Regions from separate parts of the Gasterosteus aculeatus genome. Here region 1 is linked to region 2. Evidence: chromatin contacts called from public Hi-C data. All regions are on one chromosome and are shown on one strand. Each heading gives the region's core, a stretch centred on a gene start, on an enhancer-like site or on the middle of the called end of the contact. The rest is flanking DNA. Distances are from core to core; before and after follow the strand shown. Region 1 overlaps plecb (plectin b). Region 2 overlaps plecb (plectin b).

Region 1 (7,029 bases), core at 2,819-5,318, 37 kb before region 2:
GTGAAAGAAATTCCCACTGGGCTTCCATCAGGCCGCAGCACGATTCAAAGACGTCCCACAGAGCGAGGAAGAAGTCGGGCGCTGTCAGTTAATGTCTGTGTCTGGCCCATGGAGGTTTGTCCGTCTGCCGGTGACTGCTGAACTGAGGTGTTAAAGCACAGTGTGGACTGCTGGAACGTGTGTTAGGTGCAGTCTGTCCCCAGACTTGGTCGAAATAGATTCCCACGAGTCCACATCGCTGCAAAATGTCACTACTCACTGTAGAATTACATTACATGTCATTTAGCTGACGCTTTTATCCAAAGCGACTTAAAATAAGTGCAACCATAGGGATACAAACTCAGGGGAGCATGAAGCAAGAAAGTGCAATCTCCTCAAATAAGCCAATTTAAAGTGTGCTAAAGATAAGTGGCATAAGTACAATTTTTAAGTGCTACAATTTGTTAGTGTTTTAGTGGAGGTAGAGTCTGGAGAGGTGTGTCTTTAGTTTGCGGCGGAAGATGTGAAGGCTCTCTGCGCTCCTGCTGTCTTCAGAGAGCTCGTTCCATCATTTCGGAGCAATTATTGGCCATTGCCGAAATACTGTCGAAGCGGCACTGAGACTATTTTACGGATGACGGCCTTTTCATTTTCAGTTAGTTGGTCAGTCCGTGAAAATAACGTGTTTTGAGGGTATCGCCGGGGTTTGTCATTGCCGATGATAGTCATCAAGTCCTCTTTCTTGACTTCTGGTCGACACCAAATATTTATGAGAGGTCCCGTGTTGTAAATTGAGTGTGGAGATGGGAAAGGGACGGGATGGGGGAGGATCCATAGACTGACTGTCCTGAGCTGCGTTGGTGGATCCAGTGGTTTTCATGCTCGACACTCGGGACAGGACTAGTGACTATCAGAGGCATTTGCCTCTGTGATTTGCAAGACATCCAACTTTGTTTAAGTGCAATTGCTTTTTTATCTTCATACAGATTTTTACTACCTCTACCTGACTTTAATGAAGCAGAGCGGAGTCCCTCTAGAAACGCAGCGACATCACCAAACAATCGTATACTTTAACAATCAGCACAATGGACTGACAGAACAGAACAGAATGCACTGCTTGGTCCGACTTTGTGGTAGACATGTCCTCTCAATGAACCGAAAGCCCGACCTTTGACCTCTGGCCGCCATGGCGTGACTAATAAATGGCCGTCCCTTTCCTAACAAAATAGTGCTTTCCTGTCCCACGACGTTGTCCTTGATACACATATTTTGAAGACATCACTATCCGACAGCAGAGCGTCCATCCGGGAAATGGGACCCTGGCCGCTGCTCTTTTAGGATGCTCCCTCTCACACCCCGTTGTTCTGTGTATTCATTCGATTATCATCCCCAAGCTAACAACACGATTTGGTATCACATGTAACGTGTCATACGAGCAACACTAAGCAGCTTTGTTACCTGGAAATAATGTGACATGTTACATAACTACTGTAGATTCCTCTCTATCCTTCGTGGTGAAGATGCTAAAGTGCCGTCGTCAGAGTCCAGCTTCTTTAAATAAAACTTTTTAATCGATTCTCCTCACTTTAAAATGCCGCCTTTATGGAATAATGTCCTACCATACACACTATCTAATGCATATATGGTTTGTGATATTAATAGGAATGGGGCTGGATAATAAATCAATTGATTAACAGTAAATTTTATTTAGAGCCTCTGATCGTCATCTTAAACCAAATTAATTAATACATCAATAAAAGCATCGGGTGAATCACTTGCACTTGCAAACCATTAGCAGCTAGTGTTGAGAGTTGTTTTCCTGCTCCTATTGGTCATCGAGTACGTCTTGAATGAAGTAGTAAAATGATTGGACTCTTGTTCAGTAGATCCTGAAGAAGACATAACCGTATAAAACGAGCTGCAAAATGTGAGGCACGAGGGGCTTAAATTAAATCCATCTAACCTTTAAAGAGGGCCGCTAAAATGTAATGATCCTCACCATAACTTAGAAGTTTAATGTGTCAAATATCTACCTCGAGTATTCACCATAAACACTTGGGACAGTCAGCTGCTCGTGCGGCCCTTTTTTTAGAAGGCCCATGTCGTGAGGTGAAGATTTAACTCCGTGTTGGTTACTGAGGAGAAACACTATAGCGCTGATGGTGCACACATGAGTCTCACGTGCACAGGAAACCGTACTGGTGTTCATGTTGGGAATGTTCCACACAGTAGTGCAGCGAGGTGGGTGGTAAGTGCTCGGGGGGGCCGAGTGGAATGACCCCAGTGTGAAGGACAGCAGTAAAATCGGAGCCTTTCTTTAGAAATACTGTCCGAGTGTTTAAGCTTGCGGATGATTTTTATTGTTTTTCCTGCGTTGCACTCGTAATCATTTTCTCATCGTTTAAAATGTGGTAGCGGAAGATCCACTACAAGCTCTGCATTGTGTAAAAGTGTGATCGGTATATCTTTATAGATATCTATATAGATATCGCTGCTCAGATATTGGTTGAACTCCTTTTATATGCTTACAGAGTGTAATCAAAATAATCATTTCATGTTGGCAGCATCTTCACTTGGAGATAGAGGTTTTTCACTGGACAGGGCGGGGATGATGAACCTGAATCTGAAAGTGTAATATATTTTAAAATGTAAATACCAAGGTGTACAAATACATTTTGTACAATTAATATTATTAAATTACCTTCGTTACATTCCTCCAATGACGGCTCCATTAGAATTGATTCGCACAGCGGGTCGAGCTGTGAATATATTTGGCACCAATGTTACCTCTAACCGAGCTTGATGAGAGCTTGAATCATATTTGATAAGATATCAATGTGTCAGTTTGTCTGCATGAATTATTCTGCATACCATAGGTGAGTCTGAAAGGTATAGTGCTAAGGACTTTGGAATAGCTGTGAGTACGGTGACCCTGCTGGAATAGTTTTTACCATCATGCTTTGCAGGACCCAACTTGCTTTTGCTCTGCATGCCCAGTAGATGGTGATATTACCCAGGAAACTTGACTTTGCCTCCTGGGCGTGTTATTCGTATCCAGGGATTATTCTCACGTAATGTTCTGTGCAGCCAAATTCCCAGAGATCAAGGTCTCTCCTCACTTTGTTGCAAAAATCGCTTCATCTGCCGCGGAGGTCCCCCGAGGGTCCAAGAGCGTGGTGATGAATGTGTAACTGAGCTCTTTGTCGGACGGCCATTCAGTGTTCCAGCGTCTTTGCAAAGGCCTCTGCTAATGCAAAACACTCGGCCTATGATTCAACCCTGCAGGTTGCAGTTCAGCACATGTGTCCATGAGAGATGTAGTAACTTTACCCATACTTTCTGTTATGTGACATGGCATACTCCTATTTTTATTCTTCACTGGGCGTGTACTCATACCTGTTTCTCTTTCTGTCTTTCAGGTGAGTGCCTCTCCTCCTCCTGTGGTGTCTGCGTTGTCGGAGGATGATCCGGAATGTGAACTTCCGCTCAAATTTAAGACTCTTGTTTAAGCTTTGAATGTCACATTTCCCTTAATGACATGGTTGCATCACCAGGTCAGTGACATGTGTTCTGTGCCGACCACTTTAAACCATCATTCCATCATTCGTTCACTTCAACACCTGCTTTAATTGCTGAGCAGAGCTCGGTCCAGACCTTCACTCACAGGCCATGGTTTTTCTCATTAGTACATCTATCTAGAAGTCTTGATAAACCAGCGGTGATCTGTGATAACCCGGGTGTAGCTTACCCCGTACGACAGTGTGTTTTCTCACGGTGTTTAAGGAAGCATCTTAATCCCCGGGGGGAGTCTCTGTGTAAATATCTACAGGAGAAATGCCTTCATATACTGCTGCAGTGAACGTGAATGTTGCTGAAGAGGGGGGGGACAATGCCCGCTCAGATACGTTATTCATAAAGTAGAAATGCCAACAACGTGTGCGCGTGTGTGTGCACGTGCGCGTGCGTGTGAGTGCGTGTGGTGTTCAAAGTCGGCAAACTCGTGTCGGCGGTCTCGCTGTGGGTGGTTGGAACGAGGGCGGGCCATGTGATGGTGCAGATATCTCCCTCTGCCCCCGGCGCTCTTCAGGAAGCGAGATGGATCATCATTCCAGCTGATCCGACTGGTTTGGCTTTCTATTCAGAGAGCAGGCGGCCATTAGAGCCCGTCCGCCGCCTGCGCGGGGTGTAACTCCCCTGCAGCGCGCCGTCGGGCTTTGGCTTTGCCCTCAGGGTGAACTGTTTGTTCTGATGTGCGTTGGATGCGTATGAGTGGACGCAGCTCAACCGTCCCCACAGATCCTTTCATGGGTGCGTTCACTGATGGATCCAAATGCGTGTTTCTCCTGTTTAGTCCCCACACACACTTGGCCAAACTGTTACTACTGACTGTTACCTGTCAGGGTTTTCATTATAGGAGGGTTTTTATGTTTTTTTATTGGTACTATTCATGCTAAATGACTCAACTGTATTGTTCAGTGTTGGAGCAGCTCCTGCTCACTGGCTCCTAGTTAATATTTGGGAAAATAAGCTTCCCATTGTTCGGGCTTTTATTTTTCTGCCAAAGGCAGGAGTTTTTTTTGTAGGTGTCACGGTGGAAAAACAGGATGTGGAGTCAGCTCAGCAATGCTCACGAGAGTAAGAAAAGAAAGGAAAAGCAAAAAGCCATCTCCCGCGGCACTGAGGACACTTGAATGGAAACTCGATGAGACTAAATTTGATAGAAAATTTATAACAATTGACACGGCAACTCGATCGTTAGGCCTTGCCGACGCCTTAGTTTGTCCATGCCTGCAGGCTGTTGTACTCTGATCATGCACCTTAACAGAGCGCATTGTTCCAGCAGCGGAGCCGCTCTGGGTGTGCCGTATTCATTCCCGTTGGACTCCTGCCAGTCTCACAGACAACGCTCTCTGAAATGAAAGTTCAGCCCTGTTGCTTGGAATTAGAACTTCAAGGTAAAAAGCAAACATCCTGGTGGTGTTGCGGGTTCGCGTCCAGCACCGACTCAAACTGAAGAAGAACACGTTAGTTTGCTTTTTTGTTGTTCACCCAATTTAATTATACTCTGCTGCACAAGGGGCCGTCAATCACACACAACAAGAGCAGTTCCTTTAGTTCATGAGTTCCTGTGAAACACACAAGCATTTAGTCAGAAAGAATCGTCAGGGGAGTGTTGAGGATTTATTAAGTTTCATTTCTGCCCCTTTTTCAGCAACTTTTTTTTTTTCCTGCATACCTGTCTGCAATTGTACCGCGGGCCCAGTGTGTCCTCGCCTCTGTCAGGCGGCAGGATTTCAGGAAAGTAAATCTTGATTTAGGATCAACGGATAAGACACACTTCCCGGTTATGTTCCAGCGCTTCAGTGAGCAGCAGCATTGATTGCAAACCGTCATGGTCTCCCCCACGCTGGAGTCGCACGAGCCCTCTTGTGGGTGGTTCAACTCATTTCACGAATGTCACAGATTATAACGACGGTGAGTCAGCGGCGGGTGCAACTTCAATCTGAAAAAAAAGCTGCCTATGGGAGAAGGGGCCTTTTCTTCTCTCAGCCACGAACAGACGTCGCCCTCTTCCCTCTGAGGAAAGAAAGAATGCAACTGATTCATTCTCTCCAGATGGAGCCGTTTAATGGTGGAGAGGATAATAAATAATATACAATAAACCTGTCGCTGTGTGTGTACGTGCGTAGCGACACGCATGCTGGTGTTCGTACGCGAGTAGTCACCTGTGTTGTGTTTGTGTGTGTGGGTGCGATTAGAAGCTGACCGTCAGGGTGCCTGTCTATAAATACATCTCACCCTCTTCAGGTTACAATGCAAATCCTCACGTTGTGGCAGCGAGGAGAGTCGCAGCCCGGATCCTGTGTCAGGTTTTGTTGTTTGACTGCCGGGTCGCCCGTGGCAACGGCAGCCGGCCCCACGTTTCCCAGAGACCTCAACCGCGGATGGGCACATGGTATTTGACTAACCTGTGGGCTGCGTTGCTACAGCAACCAAAGCATGGCATGGCCACACCCATGTGTGCTTTGCAGACGCTGAGTCATTGATTAAACAGTTGAAGACGTTGTTTCGGATATGTATGTTGTCTTTAAGCAGATGTTTCCTCTACTGTGCTTTTTGCACACAAACGCAGATTAAAGGAAGTGTGACTGGGCTCCGTCATAAGTCTGTGTGTCTGTATGGCACAAACTGGTTTTCCCCGGCCGGCACTGCCAGACCTGTTGCTGCAGCCAATTTAAACCCTCCTCACTAACCAGACTGGACCTCCATTTTGTGAAGGTCCACCTCCATTTATAGTATATTATAACTCCAAATAACTAATACTTAATGGATAGGTTCACATAAACTACAAAACTCACATGTTTGTATCTGTATTTTCTTATTCCTAGCAAAGCCTGCACAATTATGGGCATAATAATAATCAAAATCATTATTATTAATCACTATTATTTCATTCCTGGAGACTTGAAATAAGCACCCTCTTCACAAAAATTCAGTTCATTTTTTATTTTGCTCATTAATATACAGTATATTACTTTTCACAGAAAAATGTTCACAGGCCGCTGCTGTAGGGTTTTCCATGAGCGGAGCATATTTTAAATAATATAATACTACAATATAACAGTCGTAATTAAAGTTAAACTGTTTGATTCAAATGTGATAAGATGACACAAAATCCACCGTCCTAACTCTGGATCATATCAGTCTTTAATTACTAAACTTTTCTTTCTGTGCTGAATCTATTTTTCAAGACATCGGTGCGTGAAGTGCCGCTTATTTGTTTCAAACCCTCCTTTGCTTATCTAGTCAAGATCTGTGTTTCAAAACGCTTCACCTCAAGGGGATTGCCTTTTTAACACAAGGATGGTTACGATTTGTCAGGTTCAGCGCCCCCCAAATGAGTCTGAACATCGTGTTGCAGCGTCTCCTCTGAAGGCCAGTCCACCTCTTGAAGTCAAGTCAGCCCTGACAACACTCAACAGTGTCAGCTGTCACCTGTGAACTTTTGGCTCTTGAAATGTGGCAACATTAATTTCCATTGGAGCGTTC
Region 2 (7,572 bases), core at 336-2,835:
AATCTCCTGATTCATTTAATTTACTGCGGAAATGAGAAGGAAATGCTCTAAAGCAATTAATGGTTCAAAAACAGAAATGAAATAGTTGCCCAAAAATAGGCATGATCAAAACACCCGGATGAGTGGTCCATTTAGCCTAAGTGCTTTTCATAGAAGAATGTGAAAAGAAATCTGCAAAAGAGGTGACATCCCATCACTTTATTTGAAAATTCCTCATTTGAAGAACCTGCTAGTTGAGTAGACGAACCAGCACAGACTTCTGGATGTTTTATTCTAAAATGAACTATGGGGGTCTGGTGATTCGATTCAAATTACATCCTACGGTTTCCAATAAAGACTATTCCACATTTTCTCAAATGTATGTATTTGTATTTACATATATATTCATATATATACTTACATATTTTCACAGATCTCTGATATCCAGATCAACGGCCAGTCAGAAGACATGACAGCCAAGGAGAAGCTGCTGATCTGGTCCCAGAGGATGACCAACGGCTACCAGGGCATCCGCTGTGATAACTTCACCACCAGCTGGAGGGACGGCAAGCTCTTCAACGCCGTCATACACAAACACCAGTGAGTGGGTCTTTTGTTGCTGGTTATTTATTGGAATGTGAAACGATAGCACTGGCAGGGGAATCCGTTAGAATGTGTTCACTGTCAAATAGAAATACGTTTTATAAAAAGCCCGGGACTATGTAATAGGACTAGAGGTTCTGTGTCTTGTCATGACATGTCATCAATCGGGAGTTTTGATTAAAATATATTAACTGCAGCGCAGCAGGAGTGGCCCCTTTGCTAAGCTTCCAAGTGTCAAATTACACTTCATAAGGCCAGATTGAGCATAACTATGTTATTAAATCACATACAGCAAGTGTCTATTCCAGTCTAAATTATGTCAGATGTCCATTAAATTAAAATACAATTTTTAACTGTCTAGATCACAATGCCCAAATTAATAATTTACCTTTATCTGTTTAATCAGGTACTAAAACGTGATTATCTTATTTTCTTATTTGGACCTATTTTCTACTTACTGCTCCTGCTAGTAATGCTGCTTTGCATTGATGGTTCTCCATTTCAAGCCTTCGGGCTACAAATACCACTAATAGCGGTGGCAATGAGTCAGTCTACCAGCTAAAGACGATAATTCCTCTATTAAAGATGATGAGCTTAATAGATAATAAAGTCCTTAGGGCTCACTACCAAATATGTAAATTCCTCTACAGTTGTTGTGTGTCTATGTCATATAATTAGTGGTTAAGGATCGCTTTGTGTGGGAGCATCCTGGGAAATGAATAAACGTTTATTTCTCAGGAAGATTTGTGAAGGCATTTGCTGTTGGTTGGTTCCTTTTAAGTTCTAACAAAAGGATTCGTGCAGATGAGTCCAGAGAGAGAAGTTAAATGCAAAGTGCATCAGAGCCATTATGCACCGAAATAAAGGAAGGCCGGCGGGGACACGTTTTTTTTTTTTAAACTGGAACATGCAGCTGAAATCTTACTCTCTCTCTCTCGCCCTGTTATTGGAGACACCTGAGGCTGGATTAGTTCTGCCTTTCATAGCGGCCGGGGGTGTGGTGTGTGGGCGTAACTGTGGCGCTCTTGTGCCGCTACATGAAAACCGCGTCGCTGCTCGGTGTGTCGGCACAGTTCAGAGCAGCCGGCTGCAGAATCTGCATCGATTCAGATAATTGACCAGGGTTCATGTAGAGCCGTGTGAAGGGTCACGAATTGACTTTGCAACGGTCGACTTGGTCGTCATGTGGAAAGGAGCAGTGACTGAGCTTTACCAGTAGGAGGCTTTTGCGTCCCAGAAACCCTGCGGAACTATTAAGTGGATCTTCACCTGACGATAGGCAACTGAGACAATGCGATGGACTGATTCACATGCAACCATCGAGCCACCGACAGACCTGTGAAGCCGGAAGGCCATCCAGTAGCGACTGGACCAGGACCCTCTGGGCGGATTTCCAGATGCTCAGCATGAGGAAGAACTCCAAGAAGAAGAAGGGAAGCGCGTCACGATCTCTCAGCGACTCGGCCGACCGGGTGGTCATGGTGTGCGAGGATGTCCCATCAGAGGGATCGTCCGGGGACTCCGGGCGGGGCTCCACGAGCTCAGGGGCCCTGGCCGGTGGGGACAAACTGTGCCACGGGTGTAGTTCCCGTAGCTTTCAGGAAAAAAGAGGACGGAGCGTGAGCAGCTCCTCGAGGCCGGCGAACCAGAGCTCGGTGCGAGGAATCCGCCGAACGGAGGCTTCGCCTGCCCGCGGACCGACGGGAGGCCGCTCCACGCTATGCATCAGAGAGCTGTATGAACCTGCTGCATCTGTTGCTCGCTGCACATTAGGGATTTGCAAACTAAGTATCCGAATCAGCACGGCGGGGATATACGTGCATTTAAAACGGCTAAATTATATTATGAAGAAATTCAGTCAGGTATGCGTGCGCGGCAGATGTATTCAAACATTCAGTTCTGCAGTTTTAAGACGTTTCAATGCCCGGGGAGTCATTCCAGCTGTGGACTCTTTGACATCTGCCGGGTAGAGTCAAACAGCCAGAGGACATAAATGCAGTTGCTCATACACGTCTGTCAGAAAGTGGGACGAGTTTGATAAAGCCGGTGGCAGAAAATGTTAATGTTGTTTGCACTTAGCCCTCAATTCTAAATACATTTTTACTTTGTGAGGCTGAAAATACAACACAATTTGTGACGCTTCTGCTTTTAATTACAGCTTTACAGCTGCTCTAATTTGCTGTTATCAAATATATTATGTACGTTTTGTTATAAAGACTCAAAATGCATTATAGTCACTGAATTTATCGGCTGGAGATTAATTGTCCATGTTTTGTGCTCCCTTAGTCCCAGGCTCATCGACATGGGCCAAGTGTACCGACAGACCAACCTGCAGAACCTGGAACACGCCTTCCACGTGGCAGAGAGCGACCTGGGGGTGACCCGCCTGCTGGACCCCGAGGGTAAGGCTGGCGCAGAGACAATTTAATCGTAATTATATTGCATATTGTGTTTTGCAGCGTTATTCCCAGTTCTTGGCTCGCAAGCATTCATTTGCAACAAGAACTAACGAGATGTCCTTTCAGACGTCGATGTCCCACACCCTGATGAGAAGTCCATCATCACCTACGTGTCATCCCTGTACGACGCTATGCCGCGGCTCGATGCACACGACGGCGCCAGAGCGAACGTGAGCAGATCTCCTCCCATCGCACGACTCTTCTTTGACGCTTAACTGATGACAGAAATCAATGGATGTGCTTCAGTGGACGCGAGCGTTTGCTCTGATTGGATGTGATTTAATGCTTGACGACTTGCGGGTCTTGTGACTGCTTTTCAATTAGCGCTTTATTGTTTTCAGCTAAATTTACTCCTGCTTTCCGCGAGACGTCTCGTGAAACCAATTGTCACAGGAAATTAGCAACCGGTGTTGTCGACACGTAACATATGTTCATGCATAAATACAGTGTAGTAGGTTATACACTTGTTATTTCAAACAATTCAAACATAACAAATGAAAGTCGATATATATATATATATATATATATATCAAATGCAAAATACAGAAATTCTCTCAATATAATATCCATATATTCATATCCAGCCATTGGTCAGATATTACTTACTTAATGACGCGACCTGCTGCACACTCTGGCTCCTTAGCCCCGCCCCCCTCCACACACACACAAAGCCTGGGCTGTTTGGTGCCTAATTGAGTTTAGCGTGCTGTGCGACGAGGGAGAATAAGCGCGCTCCCGTGTGTCCTTGTTAAACTCCCGACTGGCCTTCTCTGCTGTGGCGGCTGCAGGAGCTGGAGCTGCGCTGGCAGGAGTACTACGAGCTGGTGACTCTTCTGCTCCAGTGGAACCGCCACCATGTCACCATCTTCCAGGAGAGGAAGTTCCCCGCCAGCTACGAGGAGATAGAGGTGAGACGATGCGCTGGTCCGACGCCGCTCTATTAAATATCAGTCTTTTGTTTAGGCTCGGAGTTGAGCAGCACTCAAGAGCATCTTAATGCACAATTAATACAGATCGCGTGTCCTAATCATCAAAGTGTTCTATCGTTGGATCGAGGAACGCGCCTAGACAATGTCTAACTAGGGACAGAACTGTGTCCCCTGGCATTGTTGTGCTGTAGGTGGGGCAGGGTGGGTGCTGAGGACATGCTGGACCTAATCCCGAGAAGCATGATCACTGTGCCACTCCCTGTCCGCGCCGCAGAACAAAAGCATAGCGTGACTTCAGCATTTTCCTTAATTCTCTCTGAAATCAGAGTATTATGCAAAGGTCAGATATTACTTTTTAAAGTCTGTTTAGAGAGCGAGTAACAGGCAGTGAGGTTGTTTAAGTCACAATATTACACCAGTCATGTGAATGCCCCTCATTGTGTAGAGACTTTAAAACTGTAACCTGATTTGCTAACGTGCTAATGCGCTTATGCTATTTCGGAAAGTAGGATTTTAAATCAATTTCAATGTGCAAAACAGTACGTCATTCAGGAGATAAATCAAATGAAGAAATGCTCCTTCAATCTTTCTTTTCCTCATATTTCCTTTAGATTCTTTGGCGGCAGTTCTTGAAGTTCAAAGAGACCGAGCTGCCGGCGAAAGAGTCCGACAAGAACCGGTCCAAGCACATCTACCAGTCCTTTGAGGCGAGCTGACCCCGACGTTCTCTCCGTTCGTTTGTTTGTTTCACTGCGCTCCGTTGTGTCGAGCGCCGGCTCACAGATGTCGCTCCCTCCTGCCCGCAGAGTGCCGTGCATGCTGGTCAGGTGAAGGTCCCTCCAGGGTACCACCCCATTGATGTGGAGAAAGAATGGGGTCGACTTCACGTGGCCATCCTGGAGAGAGAACGGCTGCTCAGGATAGAGTTTGAGAGGTTCGGACAGCGCGCCATGTGCCGCAGTATATTATTTGATTCATTTTGTTGTGAAAACGAGAGTTGAGGAATAAAGGTTCAAATATTAGCTCGTGTCCCAGCTTTAGTCCGAGGGGGTGTTATTGTGTTACCTGCAACACCACTGCGCTGATCCCATGGAGGCCTGGTAATAGCTCCTGCGTTCCTCATAATGTAGAGCGGCGGCGTGTCGCGCCTGGATAATGGGACGGTTTCATGAGATGCTGCGGTCATCTGAACTGACTGAATGAGCGAAGGAGCAGACAGGATGTCTTTGTCGTAGGACATTTTCGACTACGTGGGCAGATTATTTTCAGAAGACACGATGAGAACCGTCTCTCTCGTGGTCTTTCCCTAAAGCGTTGAGGAGTGACATTTGTCAGTGGCCCTCATGAATCGGAGCAGTTGCTGCAATGCAGCTTCTGTTGGTCTTGTCGATGTCTTACTGGTCTATTGTCTTCTCATCCAGACTCGAGAGACTCCAGAGGATCTTCAGTAAAGTCCAGATGGAGTCGGGGACGTACGACGGCCAGCTCAGCCACCTGGAGACCCTTCTGCAGACAGTGAGTGCTGTTCATGTCTCACCTTAGAAATACTGCTCTTTGCTGGTGTTCACAAAACAAAAGAATCCATACAACAGTTTAGAGACCATCCTTGTAATTAGTTTTCATTGTGACCAAAACGTTTTTCGATATAAAGAAAAATGATAAATTTGCTCTTTTTATGTCTCAAGTAAACAAAAAGAAACAAAAACTAACTATGGACATCTTACAACCACCGAAGAGAATACTGCCTTTAAGGTTATCCACCAACTATATCATGAAAAGCTACAGAAAAGTAAAAAAATATTGATTGTCCACCCTGTAGGACATATATGTCAAACTCAAGGCCCGCGGGCCATATCCGGCCCGGCATGCAATTATATCTGGCCCGCGAGATCATTTTATATTATTGTTACTAATGGCCCGACGATATGAAGCGCTGATAACAAAATAAACTACAGATCCCATAATGCAGCCCTTCAGCTGCCTTGCCGAGCGCTTTCCCTGGCGTTTCTGGCTGACATAACCGCTCGTCTCAACGCCTTAAACCTCCAGCTCCAGGGACGTGACCGCATGATCACTGACATGTATGACGCAGTGAAGGCATTTCCAGTGAAGCTGATTTCATGGGAGACACAAATGCACCAGTGCAACTTGCCCCACTTTCCCTGTTGCCAACTAATGCGGCACAGCGGTGTTCCCAAATACGCACGTTGCTGATAAACTGAGCGCATTGCGCGCGGAGTTCGCGCGGCGCTTTGGTGATTTTGAGGAACAAAAAAAATATTTTGAGTGGTTTCGCAACCCATTTGCCGTCGACGTGGAAACTGCACCTGTGCAGATTCAGCTGATTTAGCTGCAGTGTAATGGGACACTAAAGACAAAGTCCGACACTGTTTATTCACTCCAGTCCCGCAGCAATGTCCCAGCTCCGTCTACATCGAACCTTGTGCATGTTTGGTAGCACATATCTGCGTGAGAAGCTGTTCTCAGTGAAGACAAACAAAACAGCACACAGGAGTCGTCTCACTGATGAACCTTCAGTCCATCCTGAGTCTCCACAACACAGGACCTCGCGCCAAACATAAACCAACTTGTTGCCAGAAAAAGATGCAAAGCATCCAGCTCCGATAAAATGGCATAAGAGCAAAGAAAACTGAATGTTTTGCATCGTTATTTGTTATTTCTGAAAAGCACAAATTTTATTTATATTTCCAGGTTTTGTTTTGTTTTGCAGCATGTTCATATTTCTAACTTGTATAATTTTGACAGGAGATATTTTTATGGAGAGTAAAATCAGTTTTTTTTAAATAAAATGACAAAAGCAAAGAAACTCAAATGTTTTGATTTGTTATTTTAAAGTTTACTTAAAGCGCAAGCACTGTCACAATTTTTATTTTATTTTTTCAGGCGTTTTTTTGCAGCATGTTCATATTTCTAACTTGTATAATTTTGACTGGATATATTTTTATGGAGAGCAAGATATTTTAAGTTAAGTTAAGTTTAAGTTTATTTATTGCAGAATAACATTCCTGTCTGTTTGTATTTATATTTATGTTAAAAGAAACTTTTAGTTTTAGTGTGTTCAATAAATGTTTATTCTGTTCGGCCCGTGACCTGAAGTGTGTTTTGAATTTTGGCCCCCTGTTCAATTGAGTTTGACACCCCTGCTGTAGGACATCCGTCTCCTGAAAGCGGGGAAACCAGCTCAGCACACAGCAGAAGTGGAGCGGGAGCTGGACAAGGCCGACAACGCCATCCGCCTGCTCTTCAACGATGTGCAGATACTCAAAGATGGGCGCCACCCTCAGGCGGAACAGATGTACCGCAGGTGGGTTCGACGCGTCCTGCATCCAGGGGAACCTCGGACATAAACATCACATCTTCTACAAAAACAGTTAAAAGGCGCAGGTCTGAATCTAAAAGAAGAAAAAAAAAAAAAAAGCTCATCAGTATAAGAGTGCCGTGTTTCTCGTCCCCACAGGGTTTACTGCCTCCACGAGCGCCTGGTCAACTTGCGCACCGATTACAACCTCCGCCTGAAGTCCTCTATGAAGATTACCCAGGTTCCTCAGACGCAGTCTGTGCGACCTGAGCAGGACGACGTG

Evidence for each region. Hi-C and Micro-C count contacts between places; a contact is called where the count stands out from the background.
Region 1: a Hi-C map of skeletal muscle shows a contact between it and region 2, with 2.7 times the contacts expected there. The contact joins two enhancer-like sites. A contact is called at or near these places in 2 of 6 Hi-C or Micro-C datasets (both in skeletal muscle).

What each region holds. Positions count from the first base shown.
Region 1 is chr20:16,128,575-16,135,603 of fGasAcu3.hap1.1, reverse strand. The region is part of intron 2 of plecb (plectin b); the gene reads left to right. Among protein-coding and RNA genes, the nearest start is that of LOC144389746, 25 kb to the right of the region's middle. Within about 2 kb of position 4,068, at least 3 of the 9 cell types and tissues checked have open chromatin away from gene starts, as enhancers often do.
Region 2 is chr20:16,088,809-16,096,380 of fGasAcu3.hap1.1, reverse strand. It overlaps plecb (plectin b), which reads left to right. Exons shown (of 35, transcript XM_078095378.1): 7 at 413-579; 8 at 2,869-2,984; 9 at 3,108-3,211; 10 at 3,830-3,949; 11 at 4,582-4,677; 12 at 4,777-4,904; 13 at 5,392-5,485; 14 at 7,141-7,295; 15 at 7,449-7,572. Among protein-coding and RNA genes, the nearest start is that of LOC144389746, 14 kb to the left of the region's middle. Within about 2 kb of position 1,585, at least 3 of the 9 cell types and tissues checked have open chromatin away from gene starts, as enhancers often do.